Regions from separate parts of the Mus musculus genome. Here region 1 is linked to region 2. Evidence: chromatin contacts called from public HiChIP or PLAC-seq data. All regions are on one chromosome and are shown on one strand. The core of a region is the stretch at or near the end of the contact, and the rest is flanking DNA. Distances in the headings are between cores, read along the strand shown.

The links. HiChIP or PLAC-seq counts read pairs in DNA pulled down with a chosen protein or histone mark.
Region 1: a FOXA1 HiChIP or PLAC-seq map of pancreatic cancer cells shows a contact between it and region 2. The contact joins the promoter of Zfp512b here to the promoter of Mtg2 in region 2. A contact is called at or near these places in 1 of 39 promoter capture datasets (pre-B cells) and 3 of 115 datasets of contacts at active chromatin or transcription factors (astrocytes, embryonic stem cells and pancreatic cancer cells).

What each region holds. Positions count from the first base shown.
Region 1 is chr2:181,590,541-181,596,827 of GRCm38.p6, reverse strand. It overlaps Zfp512b (zinc finger protein 512B), which reads left to right and starts at 4,367. Exons shown (of 17, transcript NM_001164597.1): 1 at 4,367-4,407; 2 at 5,843-5,968; 3 at 6,216-6,287. The coding sequence starts at 5,845. It overlaps Samd10 (sterile alpha motif domain containing 10), which reads left to right. Exons shown (of 5, transcript NM_172676.3): 4 at 1-81; 5 at 223-1,613. The coding sequence ends at 245.
Region 2 is chr2:180,066,920-180,072,301 of GRCm38.p6, reverse strand. It overlaps Mtg2 (mitochondrial ribosome associated GTPase 2), which reads right to left and starts at 1,709. Exons shown (of 10, transcript NM_181424.3): 1 at 1,687-1,709; 2 at 416-508. It overlaps Ss18l1 (SS18, nBAF chromatin remodeling complex subunit like 1), which reads right to left. Exons shown (of 11, transcript NM_178750.5): 11 at 2,101-4,970. The coding sequence ends at 4,944.

The sequences.
Region 1 (6,287 bases), core at 3,118-5,617, 1.5 Mb before region 2:
CTCAGAGGCAGGAGGTGCTGCAGCAGGTACTCCACCTGCAGGTTCGTGAGGAGGGGCGGAGCCTGAAGCTGCTCAGCCAAGGTTAGTATCAGGGACCAGGATTAGGGGGAGGGACTAGGCTGAAGGTGGAGGGTGACTTTTCTCGACACAAAAGGGGGCCATCCAGTAAGGACCATCCTTGGGTGTGCCAAAACTCAGCTTTTCCTCCTATCCATCCTACAGCTTCCTTCGGAAACATGTCCTAGCTGCTGCCTATACTTGGACCCCAGACCCCAACACTGTGACCAGAGCCCACAGCCAAGAATGAGTCAGAATTGGCCCTACAGCCCCTTTGGATCCTGCAGGATACCCTAGTGGCTAAACCTAGCCCAGTGATCAGGGAGGAGCAAGACTTCCACCTCCAGGTGTCTCTGGAGAGGCACTACAGGTTCTGCCCTGTGGCTGGGTGGGTGGTTGTTGCCTGCTTATAGACCCTTCTTCTGAGATCCAAGCCCAGGTCCCATCCCCTGGTGCTGCTGGCAGCAAACAGGGTAGCTGCCTGGAACTAGAATGGGGTTTGAATGTCCCCAGACTCCCAGGGAGTCTGTTTATTTATTCTCCCTCCAACATGTGACCATCCCCCATCTGAGTCATGAGTCTTCCCCTTAAATCTTAGTTCTGTGTCTTTCCCGGGCACCCCCAGATCAGCCACACAGTGGGCCAAGCTGTCTTGGCTCTCTTTCAAGTATATCTGTCCCCTAGCTCTCCTAGAGTACAGCAGGCCCAACCTGCTGTCCATACTAATGGTGATCAATCATCATGCCATGTGCTTACTCGGTGATTATGAAACGTCAGTATACTCTACCCACTTGTTAGAAGTGAGGTTGAGAGGGGTCCAAGATGCTCAAGCTGCAAACCCAGTAAGTGGCACGGATTCCAGTGCTGTACAGGTGACTCTATGCACAGCCCACCAGTTCAGCAATGTTCTCAATCTTACCTTTGAAGAAGTCATGCTTTTAAACAGCTTCCCTATTCCCTGGCTCTTAGTAGAGACCATATTGAAGAATGTGTGTTTGTGTCTGTCTGTCTGTCTGTGTTCATGTGCACCTCTGTGGCTTTCCCAAGAAAACCTGTTCTCAACCAAGAAAATCATGTAGGGCAGTTCTTTCATGTGTCGCCAGACACCTGGACAACCCCTCCTTGGGTATTTGGGGGCTGTTGCTGCCAGGAAGGAGGACAAGGAGGATGACCCTGGCAGCTCACTCTCACTCTGCTCTCTACCAACGTTCCCAGGGACTCTAAAATCTCAGGGACAGTTGAGGCTCAGCCTCCAGTCCCCTCTGTGTGCCAAGAGCTGGCCTCGATTCAAGGTTGCTCATTACAGTTAATTTGGGCCATTGGCCTGGCATCTTCCATCCTGTATGCCCTCCATCCATGGAAGGGGGCTCCCTTATTGTGTTTGCCTGCCTCTAGAATCCCCCAGTCCTGGTGCCTGCAGCCAGAGGGCCCTCTCTGTCCCCCCTCTCTCTGTCTTTTCTTCCCTATGCCCCTGTCCTTTCTTCCTTGGTTTTTGGTCACTTTTTATATATACTCTGACAAAAAAAAAATCAGAAATAAATCTGGTTCTCAAATGCCTCAGTGTTGGGTCTCTGGGGAGCAAAGGGGTGTCTAGGACAGTGCCTGCAGATAGAACACCACTAGAGGGCAGTGGTGTTGCATCCTGAGAAAGCTACCTGGTAATTCCAGGACATCAGAACAAACAAGATGTCTCAAGTAAAAAAATAAAAAAATAAAACATCCTTGTCGCAGAGAGAGAAAGAGAGAGAGAAAGAGAGAGAGAGAGAGAGAGAGGGAGGGAGGAAGAAACTTAAAAAGTAAAACATGTCTCAAGTCCTTGGATATCATCCCAGTTTGGGACATAGCAACCCTGACAGGCTCAAAACAATAGTTTGGACACATGGAATGAGGCTTTCTGGAGCTGATCTAGCAGCGAATTTTTGCTGGTTCATGGTCTGGGAGTATAGCTCAGTGATATTGGACATGGTTTGTGTCCCAAATCACGGTTTGATCCCCAGCAAAGAAACAGAAACAGAGGTGTTCTAAAAGTGGAGCAGAGTTCTTTATCTATTCAGCTTTGTAGTGGCTGTCTAGTATTCCTGAGCTAGAGGCTATATCACAAATCTATTTCTGTGGTCATTCTCGTCTGCCTCTCAAATATCTTCTTTAAATTTAGGGTTCACTTAGTCCAAATAGATCTCAGAAACGTCAGTTACATCTACAAAGACCCCTTTTCCAAATAAACTATCACTACAGCTTAACATGGTTATTTGTTGGGGCTTACTCTTCAGCCATACCCTGACATCCATAGCACATGAATCACACACTCTGAACACAATAACCAGACATTCAAATAGGAACATTGAGGTATAGGCCACAAACATAGTGACACAACACCCAGACATGCTTAAATATGTACAAACACACTTGCACAATTGGCCAATGATCTGTGCAAAGATTTATAACATCCCCATATGCACAGATATAATTACCCAAGTGCATAAATACAATACATAATCACTAACACTAGACATGACATAACCCATGGTGCACATAAGTGCATTGCAAAATGTCTTGACACTTAGATACACACATAAAGAAAAATTGCAGGGAGGTGGGGCTAGAGAGAGAGAGAACACAGTTGCTGTTCTTGCAGAATTGAGTTTCCAGCACCCTCTTCAGGCAGTTCACAGCTTCAGGGAATGTAGTGCCCTCACCTACATCATGATGCCCATATATGACTACCACCTGATAACACATGGTCACTTAGACATGTAATAACCTATGGGCATTGGTATATCACACTTGTGAAAACTCAGACTTACACAGGGAAAGTTGAACACACCTTTGTGTGCACACTGATCCCCACCAACAGTCTGATGTTCCACATCCTGGGAGACTCACAAAAGGTAAAAGACGTCTTTAATCCCAGCATATGGGAGGCAGAGACGGGCAGATCTCTGAGTTTGATGCTGGCCTGGTCTACAAAGGGCTACATAGTGAAAAGTTGTTTTAGAAAAAACAGTGGGGGGGGGGGGCTGGAGAGATGGCTCAGTGGTTAAGAGCGCAGACTGCTCTTCCAGAGGTCCTCAGTTCAATTCCCAGCAACCACATAGTGGCTCACAACCATGTGTAATGGGATCTGATGCCCTCTTCTGATGTGTCTGAAGACAGCTACAGTGTACTCACATACATAACATAAATAAATCTTAAAAAAAAAAAAAAACAGTGGGCATGGCTGAGAACATGTAACAGTATTATGACTCAAATGAAAGCTGAATTTTTCCCTTCCCTATTGAGTGCTCCTGTGGAGCCCCAGGCTTTGCATTCTACCTCCTTATCAGCCAGTTGGCCCTTCCTAGTCTGTCAAAAGGGTGTTTATTTCTCTGCCTCATTTATTTCCCCTTCCTAGTCTGTCAAAAGGGTGTTTATTTCTCTGCCTCATTTATTTCCAAGTTGTGTGGGCTGTGCTGTCATCCTCCCACCCACCCCCTAGATCTTACACTAGCAGCCCAGGCTCGGGGCCAGAGAAGTTAGATACTTACTGGCTGTTGGTCTAGGACCACACTGTTCACAAAGAAGGGAGAAGTTGATTCAATAGCCAGTGACCGCAATAAGGCCTATCGGTCTTCGTGTCTAGATTAAGGTGGCCTAAGGGACAGATAGAGGCTGAGGTGCCCCCTGACAGCCTACAGATGTCCTATAACCCTTCATAGGATCTACTTCAGCCAGCGCAACCACACCGGTTGCTTAATCCGTCAGGCAGGATTTGCGGTAGTGTCCAGAGTTCCTGACGTGCCTCAGTTTACTGGACTGTCCACAAAGCGACTCTTGCCCAAGGCACGCGTGACCGATCGCTCGGCCCTGGAGGCCAGGACCACCTGGGCCACGGACCGCACTGCCCGGAGCGGCGGAACGGCCCCACCGGCCCCTTCCCCGCAGCGGCGGCCGCGTGAATACCGCGAGAGTTCGCCCCCCTCCCCCCCGCAGTAAAACTGTCAAAGGTAGGAGGGGCGGGAGCGCGCATGTGCGCAGCACGGCGCGGAGTGTGCGCCGCCCGGACCCCGCGCCCCGCGCCCCGCGCCCCGGCCCGGCTCTGGCTCCGGCCTGGCCCGGCCGCACCCCTTGGGCGCTGCAGGTAAGCGCCGGCCCTGCCCGCTTTACCGCGGCCCCGGCGCCACACGCGCCCCGCACCAGCCCTGTGCCCAGCCCGCCTCCCCGCCGCGCCCGGACCCGCGCCGCGCCCCGCTCCCCGCGTCGGCGCCGTCCTCCCGCCTCCTCCTCCAGAAAAAGTCGCCATTTTGGTTCACTGCCTTCGCCCCCCCGCGGTCGGCGCTTCCGGGCCAGGCTGCAGCCCGCGTCCGGCCTCAGGTGACAGGTGGGTGGCCACGGGCCTCCAGGTGCGCCTCTTGGCTGCGCTCGTCCGGGGCCGGGCGGAGTGGCCTGCGTCCGCGGCAGCGCCCTCCTCCCTGGAGGCTACAAGGGAGATCGCAGGGACCCCAGGTGGAGGAGGGGTTTTCTTCCTACTCCGGCGGCCAGGCCTTACCCCTAACTCTGAAAGACTAGAAGGTTGCAGCAGGCCGTATAACCCGGACCTCAAATGTAATCGGGGTTCTGGATAACTCATTTCCTTATGAAGCTGCAAAACGAGGACATCCAGAGAACTTTAGTTGACTTCAGACCCCCCCTCCCCTCCCCTCCCCTCCCCTAGGCCCAGGATGGGGGTGTTGTCCTTGGCAATGAACGGTGATTGACCTTAGACCTCCTGGATAACGCAGCCCCTACACATCCCCTCTGATTTGAGTTGATCAAAAACTGTTAGGAGAGGACTCACCTGCTTGAACCTTGCTCTTTGGTACCGCCCCCTTCTGTGGCTTTGGGTGCCTCTGCGAGGCCTCACCATTCTATGCTTAGAGCCTTCCTCGGTTTTCAGGGTATGTGATGCTGCAAGCAGAACAGTCCCCAGAGGCCCAACCCCAGGGCAGCAGCATGCATACTCTATAGCCTCTGCTTGCCAGTATTGACTATAACTTGTTTAGCTGAAGTGGCTTCCTAGGCAGGGAACCTAGAAGCTATTGAAAATAAGAAGAAATGGTGGCTGCCTAGGCTGTGGTGGCTGAGGGTCTGATGTGGTGTATTCATCTGGGTGGAGGGGCCCTGTCTGCACAGAAGGCTGAGAAGGCAGGCAGGTAGGATAGCTCAGCATGGGACTAAAGTGTATTTCTAGTGGATCTTCACTTTACCAACCAGAGGGATGAGTGCATGTGGTGGGGACATGGGCCTTCAGGACCCATATTGGCTTCTTTGCCTAGAGAGAGGTCTTCAAGGGCTCTTATCTGAGTAGGTTAGTATTGTGTATCTAGATGGCAGGGGCCAGGACTCTGAGGAGAAGCTATCCCTGAGGTGTGGTGATGTGGCTGCCTGTGAGCCAGCAACCATTACTAGTGTTAATTGTCCCCTATGAGGAATATTATCAGTCTTCTTCAATTGCGTGGACCCTCTGAAGACAGGCTGATCCTCAGCAGCCTTTGGTCTTTGTGTGTCTAGATGAGGGTGTAGGTGAGGGTGTCAAATGTAGTAAGAGTCTTGGCTCTTTCTACACTTCTCATGTCTTCTGGGTTATTTAGAAAGACCTTGTCTGGGCAAACCCCCTTCTCTAAGTTAGAAGCTTCCATTACTTGCTTTTTGATGTGATCAATATAGGAGGTCAGGGCTAGAGAGACATATTGAGGGCCTCTAGGATAGCCCCAGTGAAAGTCCTGGGTTGAGCCTGTTCGTCTCATAGGTCTGTGTACTTACTCTGCAGAGATGACTGAATCCTTTTGTGTTGGAGGAGGCCGTCGGCTTCAAGGATCCAGCAAAAGTGGACCTGGAAAGGGAGGCAGCCGGAAGGAGGCCCAACTTCCCTTGTTGCAGGACCCACCAAAGCTAGGTGAGGAGCTAAGGCAGAAATCAGTTCTAGAGGATACAGATAGCCAGTGGTAGAGTTACCTCCTTGGGTATCCTGAGGACCTTTGTGGGGTGGAGATTGTCAGCCTTATTGTAGCCATGCTCTTGTCCTGGGTTAACTCCAGCCACTGGGCCTTTATCTGGGTGAGCCAAGACTCAGTCTGGGCCACCGCCCTTGGGGGTCGGTGATATTGGGCAACCACTGAGCCTTACTGTCTCCTGTACTATAGGGATGCCAGTGGTCCACAGTGGACATACAGTGCCTAGCCAGGCCCCACTCTGCTTTGACCCTGGAAACTCAG
Region 2 (5,382 bases), core at 460-2,959:
GAGGGCATCCTCACTTTCTGTCTAACTGTGCCTTTGCTGGGCCAATGAAGAGAGTCAGAGCCTGGAGCCTGAGAGCCAAGATGCTTTAAGGCTGTACAGCAAGGCTTTCATGTATGGGGAATTCCACGGTGCTACCGTGTGAGAGGGCCACTGCTGCTATACAGGATGCTAAGCTCCCGGCTACTGTCCACAAGAGGTGTGTCCAGGAACCTTCCGCACTAGTTTCACAGTGAACCGATTGATCTGATTGTGTAGCTGGCACTAGAGACATGTGCCAAGATGTCTTCAATGAGAAAGAAGAAAGCACTGTGGAAGAGGGGTGTAGCTCAGTTGGTAGAATGCCTACCGACCTAGCATGCACAAAGCCCTGGGGTTGACCCCTGGAATCACATAATCCAGGCATGCCACCACTTACTCAGGAGGTGGAGGTAGGAAGGTCAGAAGTTCAAGGTCATCTTCTACTACTTAGCAAGTTCAAGGCCAGCCAGGGAGCCAGACACATGCAAACCTGTCTTAAAAAAAGAGAAAGGGGGAAAAAAAAAAGCATTCTTGAGGAATGTTTTCATTTCTTCAGTGTTATTCTTTTATAGGCTAAGCACAATTGGTTAACAGTATTCACAGTTAACTAACTTAATTCTAAGCATTCCATTTTCACTTTGCTACCGGATATTAAATCCCACGCGGGCATTACTGTTTCTGCTACATACTTTTACACTTCATTACATATGTTTGTGATCTACTTCGTTCTTCATGTGGAAAACATTTAGAAACTGGAGTATCATTTTGTCACCTGACAACTCACATTACATGGTTTTTACTTAATTATATGCCATTCACGGGGGTGGGGGTAAGTGTTCCTGCTGTGTGCGGTGGCAGATGCACTCCGGAAGCCAGACAGGCATCTGGGTGCCAGGCCAGCAAGGGAGAGCCTGTCTCAAAAACAAAATAAAGCACGCGTTCAACAACGCTGCTGTCTGGGTGCCTGCCCTATGGGGCCTTGTGGGACAGACTGACTGGAGGGACAGCTGCCACCTCCCACCCAATCCCCGACCCAGCACTCAAGGTCCCAGACTGGTTCACATGCAGGCAGGGAAACCTCCCGACAGCTCCGAAACTGTTCCATGCTGGTCCTTTAGATTTCTGAGTAGGAACAAGGCCATTTGCTCGCACCCCAGGCGCATCTCTACCGATCCTTAGTGTGCAGAATGCTTCTTTACCTCATCTTTAAAAGAATGCCTCTACAAAGCCGCGGAGGCGGGGACTCAGGAAGACTCAACTGCCCATAGTTAGGCGACACACTGCGGCGCCTGCATCTTAACAGGTGAGCCTCTACCCTAGTAGCGCATCCATAAAGGCTTTCCAAAAGAGCTGGGCAAGGGGACGTTTCTGCCATTGTTTTCTGTTCATGGTCTCACTATGTGGCCTAGGCGGGCCTCGAACTCCTAGAAATCCACCTGTCTCATCTGGGAAGCTGCGCTTACAAGCGTGCGCCATCACGCTCAAGCTAAGGCGAGAGCGAGTCTTTCAGAAACCAACTTTACGGCGATCAGGCCGGACGGGCTCTCCTCATTAGAGCCACCGCACACAGAGAGAGATCCCGCCCAGTCATCCCGCCCGCCGCCTGCCGCCGGAGAACGCACACCCGTGCAATGCCGCCCGCACCCACCCGCTCCCGACAGCTCCCACCTCCGCTCGCTCGACTGGTTCCGGGTCGGGCTCTGGCCGCGCACGCGCAGTGCAGCAGCAAACCGGAAGGCGAGGCACCGCCCCCCGAATCCCGTGGTCTCTGTGGCTCCAAAGCCAAAGTCTGGGCACCAAGGAAGCTGAGCAGAAGGATCGCCGTGAATTCCTGCCCAGCCTGAGACACACAGTGATCCTGTCTCACAAAACCAGGAAAAAGCCAGGTGCCGGGTCGCACGCTTTTAATTCCAGTCTCGGGAAAAAGAGGCCGGGAATGTCTGAGAGTCACATAGGTTTGTACAGTGCGCCTCCGTCTAACCAACCAACCAAACAAGGGTGAAAATGATAGGGTGTTTAAAAACTGTACTTCGTTCACAAATAACAAGACAGACGTAACATGCTCAATAAACAGAAATGAGGTAATGGCTAAAAAAGTGTTTTAATGGAAATGGAAAGTCTTCCTCTTTTTACAAGTTTGAACGGACACTCAGTCACTGAAGCCCACGTCTGAGAACAGGTACAACAGGAAAGGAAAACACCTCCTTTCTGGGCCAGGCCTGTGTCTGCCCAGTGCCTCTGCGGACATCTCCCATCTCCCACTGTGCTATATGCTAAGTCTGCAGAGATGTCCATCCACCCATAGCCCCTGACAAGCGCAGCGCGTAGTGGTCAGCACATCTGAAAACCCCAGTCCTCAGTGGTCAAGTTCACCAAGTATTGAACGGATGCTGGGAAACAGGAGGAAGAATGAGCAGCGATTTCCAAATCTCCCTTTGCATCTTTTCTGGCCTTCAGTAGGAGGAACCATTGAAAACAAAACACAGTCAACCACACCTGCACGAAGGGTTCATTTCAGCCTAGGACTTTTCAAACATTCATGTTACAGAAGAAAAGCTATAATACAGGCAATGAAAAAGACTGGCATCACTTTCCCCCACAAAATTACATAAAAATCAATAAAACATTAAATAAACAATATTAATCATTAAATATATTAACACCAAAATCAGGTATAAATTAGGAAATAAATGTACAAACTATTTCACAAAGTGCTTTTAAAAATATATACACAACATTCAAGAAATTCTTAATGTAAGACATTTCAAATTGAACTTTTGGGGTGATACATATTTTAAGTGTTCTTTTCTTTCAAAAAGTATTAACACACACTAACACAGCACTTTACATATACACACACACATACACACTAATACAGCACTTTAACATACACACATATATATACACACATACACACACATACATACACACACACACACACACACACACGTACACACTTGCACATGTATGCATACATAAAAGGCATATTCCCAGATTGGCAAGGAATAAAAACCATTTCACAGTTACTTAAAATGTTTCGACATTTTCAATGGGATATTTAGCCCCCAAGTGAGCTTGTAGGCTAGTTTTATAAAAATTGCCAGAAAGGGAAGGAGCTAAAGAGATGATGAGTCCCTAAAATCAAGTTGCTAATACTTCTGCCATGTAGCGATCAGAAACTTGTTTCTGTAAAGTTAAAGCCGTCATGTAGTCAGCCCTTGCCTGTGTGTTTCCTAAACCCTGTGCCTATGAGACACATATGCCCATGGTTGTTGATAATGGTCCCAAGGAGAGGGAGAATGTCCTAGAGTAAGACGGCAGCCGACACAGACAAGTCCTTTGATCCGGCCCTTGATTCTCCTGTAAGTAAATGGAGCTTGCACTGTAAGTTCCAGCAAGACTGTCAAGATTAATTCAAGCAAACTCCACAAAGGTGCCTTACTACTGAGCTACAGGTAAGTTTTATATTTTAAAAACTATCAGCTGAAAACAGATGTGGTGGTGCATGCCCGTGGTCTCAGTACCCGGGAGTGGAGGCTGGGGGATCATTAAGTTCAGCCTCAGCTATGTAGTGAGTTTGAGGCCAGTCTGGGCTACATATAAGACACAAATAAAGCAAAAGCATCCTGGTGGACAGGTCTGATGTACCAAGCCCTGCATCCTTGGGGATGGTTTTGTATGTTCTTGGTTGTTCTGAGCACTCATCTTCAAGGTTGTTCTTTTCTTCTCATAGTAACATTGTTATTATCTAAATAAATGCTGAAAAATATGCCTGCTGCATTATATGCGGTGTTTTCCTTTGATAGAACCTTTTCAAAAAGGCTGTCTCTCATGTTTGCACAGAATTAAAACGAGATTAAACATCCTAGGAATGTAAAAAAAAAAAAAATCACCCAATTCTCACTGTATAAAACTTGTCCTTTTCATTTGAAAGAACGTAATAAAGTTATTTGGATTCATTAAAAATGCAGTGTGGATTTCAGACTTCCCTAAACGCAAAGGAACATCTGCTTGGCAATCTGAACTCAGAGGTCCTGAAGAAGTAATATAAACACTTGCCAACTGCTTGTAAAATTAAACATGAGTACTTTAAATTCTCTATAAACTTAGGTTTGGGCACACTCAAATCCTAGAGATGACGCCAAGGGCCAAAGCCATACTACACACAAGCAGCTCGGAGACAGCAAGAATTGCTCTTCAGACAGCGCCCTCCTTAGTGAAAGCTCCCCTCACGATGCCCACACTCTCACCGACTGTCATTTGGAATAGTCATCGATCCTTCTTTACTCGCTAATACAAAGACATCCTTTGGGATCATGGAAACTGGAGAGACACAGGCAATTGGTAAGTTCTGGAAAGGACAGCTCATGGTCCTTGCACACAAAGCACATCTTCCTTGTTATAGTGACATGACCCAAGACACAGAAGGTGTCCTCAAGCCCTACTTAGGCACAGAAGAAATGGTCACCTAGCGGTGTATGTATGTCAAGCTATGAGCCGCCAGTTGAAGAAACATTTACAGTCCACTTTGCAACAATGGTATGAGAGGGGGCAGACTGAGTCTGTTCACAGCAGCATGGACCATGATGTCTCTTAGACATTGTCTCATCACCAGGCACAGAACATGTGATGACACGGTAACCCCCCCCCAAGCTAGCTAAGAACATCAGGGAGCGGGCAGGGGACACAAACAGGACAACCTCCCCATCGTACCGATATACAATACTTTACACAGCACCAGACATGTCACGCCATATCGCAGTCAGTGGTGCACACAGCATCACGCCCAGCATGAAACCAGCCTGCCTCTCATGCAGACACGGCACTGGGCAGAGAGGGTGACCAACATGTCGCTACTCATCAGAACTGCCACCGGCTTGTCCAGAACATACTACTATGAAGGGTCCAAAGACAATGCTTGTTCTTTATTGCTGGTAATTTCCATACTGGCCCTAAAGGAGAACAAGACATAGATTACACCTCTATAGTTTGGGTCTGCACACCCAAACATCAGGAAGCTTCCTCCCACAGCCAGAACCCTGGAGGGCCAGAACCCTGGAGGGCCAGAACCCTGGAGGGCCAGAACCCTGGAGGGCCAGAACCCTGGAGGGCCAGAACCCTGGAGGGCCAGAACCCTGGAAGGCCAGAACCCTGGAGGGCCAGAACCCTGGAGAGCCAGAACCCTGGAGGGCGAGAACCCTGGAGGGCCAGAACCCTGGAGGGCGAGAACCCTGGAGAGCCAGAACCCTGGAGAGCCAGAACCCTGGAGAGCCAGAACCCTGGAGGGCGAGAACCCTGGAGGGCCAGAACCCTGGAGGGCGAGAACCCTGGAAGGCCAGAACCCTGGAGGGCCAGAACCCTGGA